Regions from separate parts of the Zea mays genome. Here region 2 is linked to region 1. A link is a contact called in public Hi-C data. All regions are on one chromosome and are shown on one strand. The core of a region is the stretch at or near the end of the contact, and the rest is flanking DNA. Distances in the headings are between cores, read along the strand shown.

Evidence for each region. A called contact is a pair of places that touch in the nucleus more often than the background predicts.
Region 2: a Hi-C map of tassel shows a contact between it and region 1, with 2.4 times the contacts expected there. The contact joins the promoter of LOC103635432 here to the promoter of LOC103637041 in region 1. A contact is called at or near these places in 2 of 25 Hi-C or Micro-C datasets (leaf and tassel).

Annotation. Positions count from the first base shown.
Region 1 is chr8:79,822,615-79,830,502 of Zm-B73-REFERENCE-NAM-5.0, forward strand. It overlaps LOC103637041 (chromatin modification-related protein EAF1 B), which reads right to left and starts at 5,243. Exons shown (of 22, transcript XR_002264701.3): 1 at 4,689-5,243; 2 at 4,196-4,461; 3 at 4,024-4,121; 4 at 2,549-3,950; 5 at 2,284-2,403.
Region 2 is chr8:79,976,965-79,984,852 of Zm-B73-REFERENCE-NAM-5.0, forward strand. It overlaps LOC103635432 (casein kinase 1-like protein 2), which reads right to left and starts at 5,030. Exons shown (of 14, transcript XM_008657892.3): 1 at 4,687-5,030; 2 at 4,548-4,588; 3 at 4,332-4,401; 4 at 4,091-4,239; 5 at 3,512-3,607; 6 at 3,360-3,430; 7 at 2,319-2,380; 8 at 2,149-2,212; 9 at 1,986-2,070; 10 at 1,781-1,907; 11 at 1,591-1,673; 12 at 1,433-1,493; 13 at 648-790; 14 at 1-504. The coding sequence starts at 4,762. The coding sequence ends at 451.

The DNA of each region.
Region 1 (7,888 bases), core at 3,993-6,492:
TCCTTTACTCTCGCATGTTGTTCCTATCACATGTAAATGGGTCTTCAAAGTTAAGACAAAATCAGATGGTTCCATTGAGAGATATAAAGCTCGTCTTATGGCTCGGGGTTTTCAACAGACTCAAGGACTTGATTATGATGAGACTTTTGCACCTGTTGCGCATATGACTACTATTCGAACCTTGATTGCAGTTGCAGCCTCATCTTCTTGGACTATATCCCAGATGGATGTCAAGAATGCTTTTCTCAATGGTGATCTACATGAAGTTTATATGCATCCTCCTCTGGGGGTTGATACTCCCTCAGGGCATGTTTGTCGTCTCCGTCGCGCATTGTATGGGCTAAAACAAGCTCCTCGTGCTTGGTTTGAGCGATTTATCTCTGTCATCATAGCTGCTGGTTTTTCTTCTAGTGAACATGATCCTGCATTGTTTGTTCATGTCTCTCCAAAAGGACGCACTTCTATTATACGTGGATGATATGCTGATTACTGGTGACAATTCAGAACATATTTCTTATGTCAAGCAGCATCTTATTAAGGAATTTCAGATGTCTGATTTGGGACCACTCAGCTATTTTTTGGGCATTGAAGTTCAGCAGACTCAAAAAGGTTTTTATCTGTCTCAGTCCAAGTATATTCAAGGTCTTCTTGATCGCTCTGGAATTACTGATACACGCATTGTTGCAACACCAATGGATATTCATTTAAAACTTCGTCCGAAGGATGGGACACCACTTGCAGACCCAACTCGGTATCGTCATATTGTGGGTAGTCTTGCTTATCTCACCATCACCAAGACCTGATATAGCTCATGTTGTTCATATGTTGAGCCAATTTGTATCAACACCAACTAAAGTTCATTATGGTCATTTGCTTCGTGTGCTTCGATATTTACACGGGACAATATCCAGATGTTTACTCTATGCGTCTGATAGCCCACTTCAGCTTCATGCGTATTCTGATGCCACTTGGGCAAGTGATCATGTTGACCGTTGTTCTGCTATAGGTTATTGTATTCTCCTTAGATCTTCTCCCATTACCTGGAAATCCAAGAAGCAAGCGGTCATATCTCGTTCTAGTGCTGAAGCCAAACTTCGGGCCCTCGCTACTACTACTGCTGAAATTATTTGGTTGCGTTGGCTCTTGGCTGATCTTGGTGTCTCTTGTGACACGTCTACACCTCTGTTATGTGATAACTTGAGTGCTATACAGATTGCTCATGATCCGGTGAAGCATGAACTTACTAAACATATCGGTGTTGATGCATCTTTTACTCGATCCCATTATCAGTAGAAGATTATTGATCTTCAATATGTGCCCTCAGAATCTCAATTGGCAGATTTCTTCACCAGAGCACAAACAAAAGCACAACATCAGTTTCACTTGATCAAACTCAAAGCTTCCGATCCTCCCTTTCCACCTTGAGTTTGAGGAGGGGTGTTAAGGCCCATTAGGCCCAGGCCTACTGCCTATATATATGACCTATAGTCCTTAAGGACTGATCATCCATTGTAAATCTCAAGGTTAGTAACACTCTCCGGATGGCAAATATTCAGCACAATCTGCTTACAAAAATTTACTTCAAGGAACAGTCATCTTTAGATCTTGGGAGAGAATTTGGAAGTCATGGGCACCTGGCAAATGCCGCTTATTTTTGTGGCGTTAGGGATAGGTGCTGAACTTGGACAGCTGACCGATTGGCAAAACGCGGCCTTCCACACCCCGCAAGATGTCCTCTTTGTGATCAGGTAGAAGAAAGCATTAATCATTTGCTGTTGTCATGTGCCTTTGTCCGAGATTTTTGGTTCAGCCTGTTGCGGAAGAGTGGGTTGCAAAATCTAAGTCCCCAGCTGGGTGACGAAAGGTTTGATGACTGGTGGGAAAGTGTTTCTGCTGCTGTTTCAGCCCAAGCCCGAAAAGCACTCAATTCCCTAATTATTTTGGGAGCATGGACTCTTTAGAATCATAGAAATAGGTGTGTTTTTTATGGAATGACTCCAAATATAGCTCAAGCTTTGCTTCATGCTAGTGAGGAGCTATACCTGTGGAGATTGCTGGCTGGGGCTAAGGGCCTATCACCAGAGGTGGTTTCACCCTAGGTTGCGGTATTGGTCGTGTTGATTTCTCGTCGGGCGCGTGTGTTTGTAGCTCATTAGGCTGGTGCCTGGTGGTTAAGTGTTCGTTTGTAAGGGTTCTTACCCCTTTTTTCTTCTTAATATAATGATACGCAATGCGTGTTCGAGAAAAAAAATGAAGAAATATGGAGATAACTTGCAAACGTACCTGCATGAAATCATTAGCCATCCAAGTCATCTCCTCAAGGACAAAATCCCAGTGACTCTTTCTCCTCTTCTCTAAAGCAATGTTACAGGGAGATCGTTGACCAGCCTTTTTAATATTTGCCTGAGCAAGTTGATCTTTCAGAAACAAGAACATGCCAGGGAAGGAGAAATATATATATATATATATATATATATATATATATATATATATATATATATATATATATATATATATATATATATATATGTATACACACAAACTATACCTCTATAACGCGAGCATTTTTAAGAATAGAATCTTCATAGGCCTTCTTTTCCATCTTATTCAGGTTCTCATATTTTTTAATCTCACTCTCCACGTTAGATTCATCATTTTTTGGTGGAGACAAGGCATCAGACAAATCGATGCCTACGGATATAGGATGTGCAGAGTTTGAATTCCCAACATAGCTATTTTTCCTAACCGAAACTGGACTTTCCTCAATGTTCATGCTGCGGCCAGAAGACAAGCACTCTGTGTCTTTCTGTGCAACTATTGCACTGTTACAAACTTCAATTTCATCTTTCACATGAGAAATATTACTGGCTTCAGGTCGTACAAGATCAGAACTTTCCTTCAAAGAAGCAGGCCTGCTGAAATCTATCGATGTGCCACTTACCTTGAGAATCATGTTAGAATGTCTACTACTATCTAGGTCTTCATGAGAATCAATCTTCCCTGCAACAGTATTGATGTCCCCATCTGCATGTTCATCAACAATATTCACAGTGCCTTCACAAGATGGGCCCACTACATCATTGTGTGAAGTAGAAGCTTCTACAACACAAGGAAGTGTCCTGCTGTGACCAAGTTCCCCTTCACGGATATGGGCCATACATTCATCCAGGTGTCCATCATCAGCCTTTTCGTGAACAGCACATGACTCTTTCTCATCATATGTAGATGCACTAGAATAACATGGCTTTATAACAACTTTTAAATTGGCATCAGGGGTTTCCGCAGATGAAACTTCAGCAGCTATCTCACCACACCCAACAAGGAAACGATCATGATTTGTGTCATTTGATGACAACTGTTTAGCTTTGTTATTATTGCCAGCTTTGTTTACTTTGTCGTTCACCACACATTCACTTTCGAGAATTGTTTGAATGCCATCCAGCTCCATTGCTGCATGGTCATCAGAAGCTATACTCTTTGGTGCAATGTCACGGTTAGGTCCAGACTGTTTTATACTAGAAACGGACAATACACCATGATCGTCTGCATTGTTTTTCTGTGCTGTAACCTTTTCATCATTTGGCTCATAGACTTTAGCAGGGATCATAGAAGATCTAATAGATGTGACATTCCCGCTCTCCCTACTTGGCTTTGACCTGTTGCGCCGAACATATGCCTGGCTTTTGACACCGAGGTGTGACAAACCAGAAGCAGCAGGCTTTTTTGTGTTTTTGTGACCGTCACTGGGCAATGAATGTTTGGGTTGTGCTGCATTTAATCTTTTGGTTCCTCTTTTTACAACCTTTTCTTCTGCAATGTCATTTTTACCTCCACCCAAAAGCATAAGATTGTCTGCTGTGTTGGTTTCGCGGCACATGGAACCTCCTGGTTTGTCGGTACTCTCGACCGAATCTCCAAGAGGTGATGCAGAAAAACTACCTTTCGCGTCACTGCAAATGAAGGCAAACAAATGACTCCAGAGTGGCATTATGGTTTTGATCGATGCAAGGAAGCAACCATTACCTTATCACAGTTTGTGCTTCTACTTGATTTGTGAGAGAAGCAGAGTGTACACCGACCGTTTCCAGATGTGCAAAATTGAAATCCAATGGGTTGCCTCCCTGCAATAAATAGGAGTAAGTAGGTACAGTGAAGGCAGAAATATAATCTAAGAGATAACCTGGTGCGGGCATACTTTCTCTAGAAATTCCAATTCTCTCCTCCATTCATCGCGAACATCAGACTCCTGCCTGAGCTCCTCCTGAGCTTTCTCAATGGCCATACTGCGTGGTGAAGATTTGGTGCCCACACCAACACCGTAATCCATAATTCCACCCATCGAGCATGGCTCAGCATTCACCATTGAAGAAAAGCAAAAGCATGCATCGCATGCATGTCACTGAAAGCGGCAGTTCATTCTGATGGCACCAGCAAACAGATGTATCCTTCCAGCGCGAAGGACTGAAAGCAAAATCCCAAAGAAACAACACGGAAAAACAGCATAAATGAACGGTAATATAAGGCACATTCAAAAGGCTGCGTTTTGGCAGTACACCTGAGCGTGCTAAAGGGAGTGCTGCTTGCAGTAGGCCATTGCCAATTTGACATAGGGCAGCATTACAGTGAATGTATGGAGGTTACATACAGTACATTTAGGCACGTGGTCATCACCGTGCAAACGCACTTACCCGCAGCTGAGAGATGGAGCATCCCATGGACACCGAAGAGACTAAAAATGAAGCACGGGGTCATCACCTCCAGCCTAAGCCAGAGGTTCCCCTGCCAGGAGTGGCCGAGTCAGTGGGGCACGCTCCAGCCTCGTACAACCATTGCCCACAGAGGCCAACAACGCCTCAGGCGAGACCCTGGGGCGCCGAATTGGGCCTAAAAAAGGCGTGTGAAGGAGGATGACACGTACCTCACCGGCGCGCGGACCTAGGGTTAGGGTTTGGGTAGAGGAGGGCGAGCAGCCGCGGAGGTGTGCAGACGGGTCGCAGGGGCACTGGGGAAGTCTTCCGGAGGATTGTGCAGCGGAGAACCGCGAGGTGGACGCCGGAGGTGGGCGTGGCAACGGTGGGGTTGGGCTGGGCGCGGAGGCGGGAAGGTGCGCGTGGAGAGGGAAGCAATTCACAGGCCTGCGCGCTGTTGTCCGGGGCGGGTGCGGGGGCCGGGGTGTCCGCTCGCTGGTCGCAACGATCCTCTGCAGTTATTGAGTCACTGACGAGTAGGACCGACCTGACCCTGCCCTCGTCTGTGCCTCTGTGTGTCTTCTCTGCTGTCTCCAACAAACTGAATAAGTTTGGTTTAAAAACAAACTGTATATTTATATTCATCTATAAACTTTTTTATCTGAGTCGGTATTTCATCACAAAAGTTGGATTTGTTATTATTCACATTGATGCTACTAAAATATCAAAGTAATTTAAAACACCAGTTTTGATTATATAATTTAAACCCAGTTAGTTTTAAAAAAAAACATTGTTTCAAAATGATATTTTAAGTACCGACTTAAATATCTATATCAATGATATTTTAAATATATAAATTAATTCAAAACTAGTTTTATGGTTTATAAAATGGTATTATGCGCCTTGTGCACAGCTATCAATATCAATTATTGTAGCTAGCATGTAGCTCCTGTCCCACACGTTGCCATGCACACGAAGCAACCGAGTACAGTTTTCCGTCTTCAAAGTAGCGTATAGGCTCTGTTTACCACCGCTCTCCTTCGTAAAACTAGCTTAAAACATTTTTAAAAGTATATTTAACTCTCTATTTATCTTATCAAAAATATTAAATTTTATATATAATATCTTATTCTATCAGTCAATTCAACATGTATGTTAGTTTGGCTAGCGAAGTTTAGCTAGTGTAAAAGCTAATTTAGGAAGCTAAATAGATTGGCGATAGCTTGGCGAGTTGGATCTCTAATCTATTAAAAAGTTATTTTCCTATTAAATAGCTAAAATTTTGCTTGACAAGTTATTTAACTAGTTTTTTGGAAATATTTTTGGCGTTATAAAGTTCAAAGTATATCAGCTTTAAGTGTTACGGAGCTTTTCAAGTGTTCAGCTTATAAAACCACAGTCAGAGAGAAAATTCTCCAGCCGGGTGGCTGAACGCACCCGCCCTAAATATTAAGATGAGGAGGGGGCCTAAGCGTTTTGACTGCTACGTGGATTCGGGACGAACACAAGAACACACAAGGTTTTAGAGTGGTTCGGGTCGCCGGAGCGTAATACCCTACTCCACTGTCTGTATATTGTATGATAGTCTGAGTGAATCTGAGAACTTGTGAGCTTGCCTTGTAACGTAGTGTGCCTTCCCTTTTATAGCTCAAGAGAGGCACATACAAGGATACTGAGCCCTGACATATGGGCCCAGGGGCAAAATGGAAGGAAGTAACTAACGCATATAACGCCCGGGCGATCTCCCAGCGCCATAACGTCTGTAGTGCATACAGCATTGATATATTGCGGTTGCTTCCTCGGTAACGCGCGAGTCATGATGAGTGTAGTGCATGCGACAGCAAGGGCGCACTGCCTGCCAGTGGAATGGACAGGCACGCCGTCTGCAAGATGGCCTGGTCGCCGTCCGTCGGCGGAGTGGACATGGCACATTAAATGCTGAGGCGGCACATCGCCTGTCAGTGGAGTGAACATGGCTCATTAAATGCTGAGGCGGCACATCACCTACCAGTGGAATGGACAGGCGGCGCGCCTTATCCGCAATAAATGCAGAGGTCGCGCGGCCCAGAGGCCTTACGTCAGGCTCCGCCCGCTGGCTTACGTCACGGGCAGTAGGCCACATGGCAGCATCGGGGCTCCGCCTGAGCGGGGAGCAGAGGCGTACATGGTATGGTCCGGACACGTGTCGGCTCCAAAACCCCCGTCTGGCCTTGATTAAGGCCTAGGTATTCTTGGTACCGGAATCCCGGGACCGTGCTGTGAGTGGCCCAAACCGTACACAGAGGGGTCCAGGACCCGTCCTAGGGGTCCAGCTTGTGCCCGTGGAGGTCCTGGACCTTACCTGGAGGTCCGGTCTGTATATGCAGGGGTCCGACACTTTCCCATGAGGGTCAAGACCCACTGTTGATGTTAGAAATATGCCCTAGAGATAATCATAGAGATGAGCATATTTCTTTGTATCCATGATATATATATTGCTTAATTGAATATCCATGGAAGGCACCTTGTATTGATTAGCAATTATGTGAATTGTTTGTGAGATTCTTTACTTATCTGGTTATTCTAAATGATGTCCCTAGTCAGAGTCGATGACTAGCACATGTATTAGTTGATGACTACATTTCACAAGTCATGAACATGGAGATGTTAAACTAATAATGTGGACGCATGTATGACAAGAGGCTGGACCGACCCAACGTGAGATATTGTAATATAGTTCTCTTCTTGCAACATGAATACTGTATCCTTAGACCTGAGATTGTCGCATGTTCTCAAGATGTGAATTGACTTACTTAGGGACTATCAAACGCTATCCCGTAACTGGGTAGTTATAAAGGTAGTTTTGGGTTTGTCAGGAAGTATGCTGTGAGGCATGGTCAGTCAAGATGGAATTTGTCCCTCTCTTTGTGAGAGAGATATCTCTGGGCCCCTCGAGTGATTGGATCAAGAAATGCATGGCCGTGCTAGGGTTAAGAGTTAACCATTGAAAGGATTCCAATTCACAGTATCGAGAAAGAGAGGTCAGCTTAGAGCCAGACCAAATATCGTGAGACAAAGGGAACAGCATGTACGTAATGTCTCAATGGTTCGTCTGATATGATCTTTACGTACACATAGGAGTTGACATGTCTTGCTAGAGGCCGCTGTCAATTATTGGACCAAGTAAGAGTACTCGGGCTATGTCTATTTGTACGTGAACC
Region 2 (7,888 bases), core at 3,780-6,279, 150 kb after region 1:
TCTCAACTCAAAATACACAGGACGCCGCGCAACCAAACAAATGGCAAACCTGTACAAGGGAAGGGAGGCTAAAGCAGCATAGCCATTGTCTATGCTCAGGCTCACTCACCCAGACATCTTTATTGTCTAGCCGCCCGTGGTACATAGGCCATGTCGGCGAGGGGCCTTGACGCAATGCACCCTCCCTGCCAAGGTCCCAAAGAGATGAGATGCTAATAGTGAACCCTGTCATCGCCGTCAAAGTTTAGGCCCTGCATTCCCCTTATGGTAGACTCGTAGTTCTTCGGGTTAGATGAGTGGCGCCTGCCGGAAGACGAGCGCCTGCCGTCCGAGGAGTCAGGCATCTGCAGGCTCCACCGCGGAGCTCCAGACCTCTGGAATGTTGCACCTGGGCTTGCGTCAGTCGTACGGCTACGTGTTTGCTCCGCCTCAATGCTTGGCTCTCGGCTACTAGAGACAGCAGGCCGCCTTGACGATCCGCTTGAGCGTCCCAAAAGAGTCGAACTGGAGAACTACATGTCATTTAAGGGTCAGATAATACATGACAACTAGCATATACATAAACACCCCAGAACGCCCCCCCCCCCCCCCCCCCCCCCCCGTCGCAAAGCAGCACCAAACAAACGTGAGTATATCAAACAGCTCACCACAGCATCTCTGGATGTCGATGCCTCAGGCCGAACAGGGGATTTCTGCTTGGCTAGGCTGCCTGCATTTATAACTGGTGGTGGAGCCTGGCGTCGCGTTGGGTCCACACCTGACCACCCGCTTCTCCTTCCCTCTTCAGTGCCTAATATGCATGAATGTAGCAGGCGGTAAGGCAACTAAATAATCTGACCAACTCACACATCAGCGGCACTTCAACTATGTAAAATAAAACAGTTCCATAAATTCATAATAGAATAGGCACTGGCCAGCAACAAAATCTGTTCCATTACCAATTAATTGCTTAACTGAGAGGGTGTTTGGTTAGAGGGACTAAACATTAGTCTCTAGTTTTTAGTCCCTTTTTTGCCAAACACTAGGACTAAAATATGGACTAAAATGATTTAGTCTTTAGTCCTTCACATAGGTGCTAAAAGAGACTAAAAGCCCATAATTATCATGTTGCCCTTACCTTTTTTGTATGGATAACTAATATTATGAGTATATTCTAAGGGCATTTGAGTCTTTAGACATTGTATTTAATAACTTTAGAATCTGTTTAGTCCCTAAAACCAAACATGTAGGGACTAAAGTTTAGTCCTATGACTAAAGTTTAGTCCTAGGACTAATTGAAACCAAACATGGCCTGACAAATCAATGGAACATTGCCTGGCATTTATCTTCTCAAAAAGGGGGAAAAAAGAAACAGCAAGATATCGTTCAGAGATGGCCATACAGCACAATGCATATACATAAGCTGCTAAATAAGAATTCTTGAGCGTCGGACCTGAATGTCTATTGTTGTTTGCCACAGGAGCCATCCCAGAGCTTTGTCCTACTGCTGGAGCCTAAATAAGAATGCATGAGTGTAGTCAGACAAAAAAAAATATCCATGTGTGCGCGATTGAAGAACGGTAGGAGCGTAAGTTTATTCCTTGTACTGACAATTGCACGTGGCGGAGCCGTGGTCATCTGTGCATGTTGGTACTTTAGAATTGTCCAGTCAAAAACATAATCAAACTGAAAACCTGACCAATGGGTAACATATTTCCGAGTTAGCACTTTGCTACACTTAGTTGCAAACATGGTTTAGTCATTAAATGAAGTATTGGCATTTTGGCAATACTAAACCAACCTTCCCGAATAAAAAGGTCTCTGAACAATCTCTTCAGGTATTGATAGTCTGGTGGATCTTCAAAGCGTAGTGAGCGACAGTAATGGAAGTAAGAAGCAAATTCGGTAGGATATCCACGGCAGAGAGCCTACAATTGGGGAAACACAATAAGAACAGATACACCGAAGAAGGAAGGAAACACAGTTAGTATAGAACAATGTATGACCTCAATTGAAGTAGCAACTTTCCTTTCGCTGATCTTTTCATACTTCTGTTTCTTGTTCCCAGCTTTCAGGCCCTGCCATGGAAGGCTGTAGGCAAACCACATGTTAACCCAGACATATCAGAAAATCAGAGGTGAAACAGTGAATCAGGTTACAGTAAACAACCTTCCTCTCAAGAAGTACATCAGTACATATCCAAGAGATTCCATGTCATCCCTTCGGCTTTGTTCTGAGAGAAGCATCAATCGTAGTATCAAAATGAAATGTCACGGAAAGGTAAGAGAAGTTTTTAAGGACGCCTGGAAACTAGCTGTCACCAATTGAATTAAACCTACCAATTCCAAGGTGGGTATTTACGCTTGCATATCTTGCCGTTCCAGTCAAGTTCTTGTTCTCTCTGCAATCACATGGACAAGACTGAAGGTTCAGATCTTTTAAATTGAGGTGTATTATTCCAGTTACTTGAATTTCTAGTTGTTGACGCCAAATTGGGCCACACGCTAGCAAGGGCTAGCATTCTCAAGATTCCGAACAACCTTGATCACGGTGAGAATGCAGCGGATCGACGAAACCGACCAAGGGATCGGCTAGGCCGATGTTGAGCCCGTTCTTCGCGTGGTAGAATCCTAAACACCTTCCCGGAAGACCCATCGTGGAGGACTACGTGGATATTATCCTAGGGACCGTAAGGCCACCTAAAACGCTACCAAATCTAGCCAGGAGACGTGACGTGCAGCAAGGTAGAGACTAGAGAGAAAGTAGGGCAAAAGAGTGTATGTTTGTGTTTTTGACGATTAGAAGTTGGATTCCTCAATCGGCTGTGATCCTCTCATTTATATAGAGGGGGATGGTCGTGTCCCAGTAACAAACAAGTCCAAAACACATTCTTCAAGTTTCCACATCGAAAATAGATCCAAAACCAATTTGAAAACCAAATCGGTTCAGATACAACAACGGTTTCCAAACCAGCCTGGCCGGTTTCCTCGGGGCTCAGCATTAAGGCTGAGCCAGGTCAATCAGCAAAACCTGCCTGGCCGGTTTGGGGACAATGAAACCGACCAGGTTGGTTTGGCTGGGGCAGACAACAATTCCTTTTCGGTATTTTCTTTGTGCACCAAATATTTTCTTGCGTGCTCTCAATATTAAGAACTTGATGGTGTAGCCTAAATTCCATGTTGGTACATTTTTGCGTGTCAACACTAGTGGTACGTGGAACAATGTCAAACATAAGCATAAATAATTATGGACCTACTGTGGCAGCATCAGAAGCTATATCAGTAAAAATATTATTGGTGATACTATGGAGCAAGTACAATTATTTTTACGGTAAAAGCAGAAATAAATAAGAAGTTGCACTTGCACAGCAGTTTGCTTACCTGTATGGAATGTGCTGGTGTGTTGATGTATCTCTGTACTTCTTTGCAAGTCCAAAATCGATAATGTAAACCTATATGAGAGTAAAAGCAATTATTAACGTGTGCACCTGCTATTAAACCCATAGGTAGATCGAGGGAATATAACAAATCACCTGGTTTGCCCTTTTCCCGAGACCCATGAGAAAATTGTCCGGCTTGATATCTCTATGCAAGAATGACTTGGAATGAACAAATTCAACTCGATTGATCTAGGAAAATAGAGGACATTAACATCATAATCATACACAATTAAATGAAGAGTGCAAATTTGGTGGCCAAGGGGGTTGGCGCCCTCGTTATCTAAAATGCAATGCTGCAATGTTTCAAAAATCATCGCAAAAACCATGTATGTAGTACACATAAAATTAAGTATAGCCGCAACAATCCAGTTTGAAATTCATCCTAGATGCCAAGAAACAAAATAGACAAGCAATCAACGTGGCACTGTTCATCATGTGCTGACAGTAACATTTCTGTTATTTTTTACCTCAGCGGCAAAGATGAATCTCAATCTAAATTGTTGTGGTTACAGTTAAATTTAGGTGTGCTGCATATATGATTTTTGCAACGTTGTACGCCAGACCCCTGGGCGCCATATGATTTTGCTTAAATGAAAGCAGATGGGTTGAGCAGAAATATAAAGGTACGCAAACAGAGTAGTGAACTAGTCATGCTTCAATGATGCAGCATACCATTTGATCAGCAATCATCAAAACAGTTTTGAGAGACAGCTTCCTGTTACAACAGCTAAAAAGATCTTCAAGGCTTGGCCCCAGTAAGTCCATAACCAAAACATTGTAATCACCCTCAACACCAAACCACTTAACATTTGGAATCCCAGCTGCAGATGGAGAGAAAAACGAGAGTCAACACATTGTAAAACAAAGAGCGGGAATGAAGCGATAAGGAAAATAAAAAAATTGTGTGCATTACTTCCTCCTTGAAGTATTCTATATAACTTCGACTCGTAAAGCAATTGAGGATGCTTCGTCTTAACGTTTTCCTGGATAAAAGATTAAAGCAATCGATTATTTTAACAAACAAGAGAAACAATTCCTACACTAACGTACAATCGGACCTAAGCAGCCTAGATCCCTGCAGTCTGGCGATACTCCTACTTAAATCGAGAAATTAGGGCGAGGAACTCACCAGTTTAATTGCGACCTCCTCGTTTGTCTGCACGTTCGTGCCTGCACAACCACACAGGCCCAAAAACTTATCAGCGACTCCGCAAGACGGGAACTTAGGAACGAAAAATCAAGACGTTTTGGGGTAATTACGAACGAACCGAGGTAGATCTCCCCAAAGGAGCCGCTCCCCAGCTTGCGGCCGACGCGGAACCTGTTGCCGATGCGCGGCTCCATGGCTGTGGCGGAAGCCGTGAGCGCAGCCGCGTCGGGGGAGACGATCCGGGAATCAGCAGAAGCAGACGGAGCCTGTTGATGCACCGGGGAGATTCGGGGCTAGGGCTCGCTCGAGTAGATCGAAGTGGTGGGCGATTGGGGATTACGTGCGTCCTCGAGCACAGCACGGCCCGACTCTCGGCTATATAAGGAGAAATTACTGACTGTCGTCGAACTCGGACAGGAATAGTTAAGTTCCATCTGGCGTTTTGTTTCGCTTTCCTCGTCTGACTTGGACATCAAGTAGATGACGTGGTCTTATCAGGGCCCTTGGATATTGCGATGTGGGTCCAGCAAGTTAATAACACTATGTAAAATGCAACACGACCCCCGGCCACACCAAACAACGTCACTGTTCCTTTTTAAAATCTTGCCTTGCTTTGCCTAAAGAAACAAAAAACGGGACATGTTTGAAATTTTGAGTGGCTAAGTGAGAAAGTGTAACACCCTAAATTTTAGGGTATAAAAATTTCTTTGACCTATACTCAAAATTCAGATGTTACTCTTTCCTTTCTTTGTTTTTATTTTCTCTTTACTAAATTAATTGAGAGTTATTTTGTTCTATGTTGACGTGAGCCCTAAAAGTGCTTTGTTGTTGCATGCATGATATTGCATAGTGTTTCTAAGTCGAAGAATTGTTTGAAACATGTTAATATATCTTGTAGAAGTTTCCGGTAAATTTTCATATTTCTCTGAATATTTTTCTATTTTTTGATAACCAAAATCTATTTATTTGAGACACTTAAAAACATTTTCAAAAGTTCTAAATATGTGTTTTGAGTTCATTGAGTGACAAATCATGTCTAGGAATTTTTCTAGAGTTTTTGAGCATTCGAGATATTTTTCGGACATTAAAAACGATTTCAACATTTTTATGGAATTATTTTAATTTTAAAAATGGGTTTATTACGAAAAATAAAATATCTTCAAACCCTAGCAATATATCTATGGCTGGAACCCTCTTGTCGAGCCCTTTCTAAATCTTGAAATCGTTTTCCTAGATTCGATCCATAATTCCCGGAATTGCTCGCCGAAGTTCGAGGCGGTTCCAACTTCGGCGAGTAATTACATTCAATCCGTATGTCGTTGGCAAAATCCAAGAGTACCACTGCATTCGTCTCATCGAGAGCTTCGTCTCGAAACTTTCGATTCATCAATCCGACCTCTAGTTCACCGTCAATCGACAGATTTCTCCTCTGCTTTGGCGAGGGTCTTCTTCTCCGTTGAGTTTTTCCATTGTTGTTCATGGAAGTTTCTTCGTTTTCTTCTCCATGCGCAGCCCCCTCTCCCCTCTTCCCCCCGTGCGACCCGCAAAAGGGGGAGTTTTTTGGCTTAGCCTTGAAAGATATTTTGATTTGCCAAAACAAAATGTTTTTACTTAAAGGTGAAAAAATGAATTTGTTTTGCAAAAACAAACCAAGTGGTGGCAAAATGATCCAAATATGCCAAATCATGTGAAAATTCATTTGGTTTTGAATTTGACATCAATTTGCACCTTTTTTCTCTCAATTGAGTATGTTAGTACATTTTAAGTTGCTTTTGATGGGTTGGCATAAATCACAAAAATGGAGAGATTGAAAGGGAAATGTGCCCTTGGGCCATTTCTTAGTGTTTTGGTGATTAAGTGCCTAACACGTCACTTTGATATAACATACTAATTGTGAGTATGAGCTTAGAGTTAAAGTGAAGCAAATTGAGAATTGTAAGAACAAAGTGTAAACTCTACAAGAAATAAAGGTATGATTCTAGCACTTAGTAAATTGTTTTTGGTACTAACTATGTTCTACTAAATGCCAGAAAACTTCTCAAATTAAGAGAGATTCAAAGGAAGAAGTTTGTCTAAGTTCAGCCAAACTTGCACTAGCCTGCAGCGCACCAGATAGTGTCTGGTGCCTAGGCTGGCGCACTCAGCGAACTGGCCGCTCTCAGGAAAAACACTGGGCGCCGCGGCTATAATTCGCCGGACTGTCCGGTGTGCCAGCCGCGCGCCTAGGCAATGGTCGACCACGCGATCAGCGGGCGATATGTGGCTCAACCAATGGTCAGCAGGCAATACCAGACTGTCCAGTGTGCCATGGGACCAATGGCTGGCAACGGTCGTCTTCACCGAATAAGGAAGGAAATTGTGCATTGTTCATTGCCCGGTGCGCTCACGGACAAAAGGCAACCAGGGCCTTCCAAATGGAGCTCCAACGGCTCCTTGCTTCCTTGAGGCTATAAAAGGGACCCCTTGGCGCATAGAGCTCCACACCAAGCATCCATCGAACATCCTACAACGTCTAGACTTCGCAAGCACGCATTCGTTTCATTGTGATAGAGATTTGAGCACTTCTTTGAGCTGCAACTCCGTTGCGTTGTTTCGTGTGCTCGGTTCTTGACTTGTGTGTGTGTTGTTGCTACGACTCTAGTTCTTGTGTGTGTTTCTATTCACTCCCTTACTCTTGTGGTTTACTTGTGATCAAGCGCTTCAAGACCGCTTTGAAGGGACGCAAGGAGTATCCAAATAAAAATAAATCAAAGGGAAAGTGTTTGTGCTTCAAATGCGGTAAGCCTGGTCATTTTATTGCATAATGTCTCGATAATGATAATGACCAGACACAAGAAAAGAAAGGGAAAAACTATAGGAAGGCGAAGGGCGAGGCTCACATCGGCAAGGAGCGGGACTCAGACTGTTCTCCATCCGACTCCGACAATGAGGGACTTGTTGTATCAGCTGTAACACCCTGAATTTGGGGGTATAAATTTTCTTCTCCAATATTCACCAAATTCAGGTGTTACTTTCTTTTCTCTTCCTGTTTCACTCCTTCCTCCCATTTTCAAAACAATATAGAGAATAGTGTCCGTATCACGTGTAACCAAAACCTAAGTTGATATTGTTGTTGCATCATGCCGAAGCATATTTATTTTGTCTGATGTTGTGCCTAGTCATGCGTTTGTCTAGTTTTGGGTTTTGATTCGTGGATTAATCTCGATTAGAAGCAGGCGAGAGCGAGTAGGGGGTAGTCGGCCTGACCTGCGGGCCAGCCCGGCCCGACCCAGCCCTAGGTGCGTGCCCAGGCCCCACCTCCCCCTATGTGTGCCCCCTCC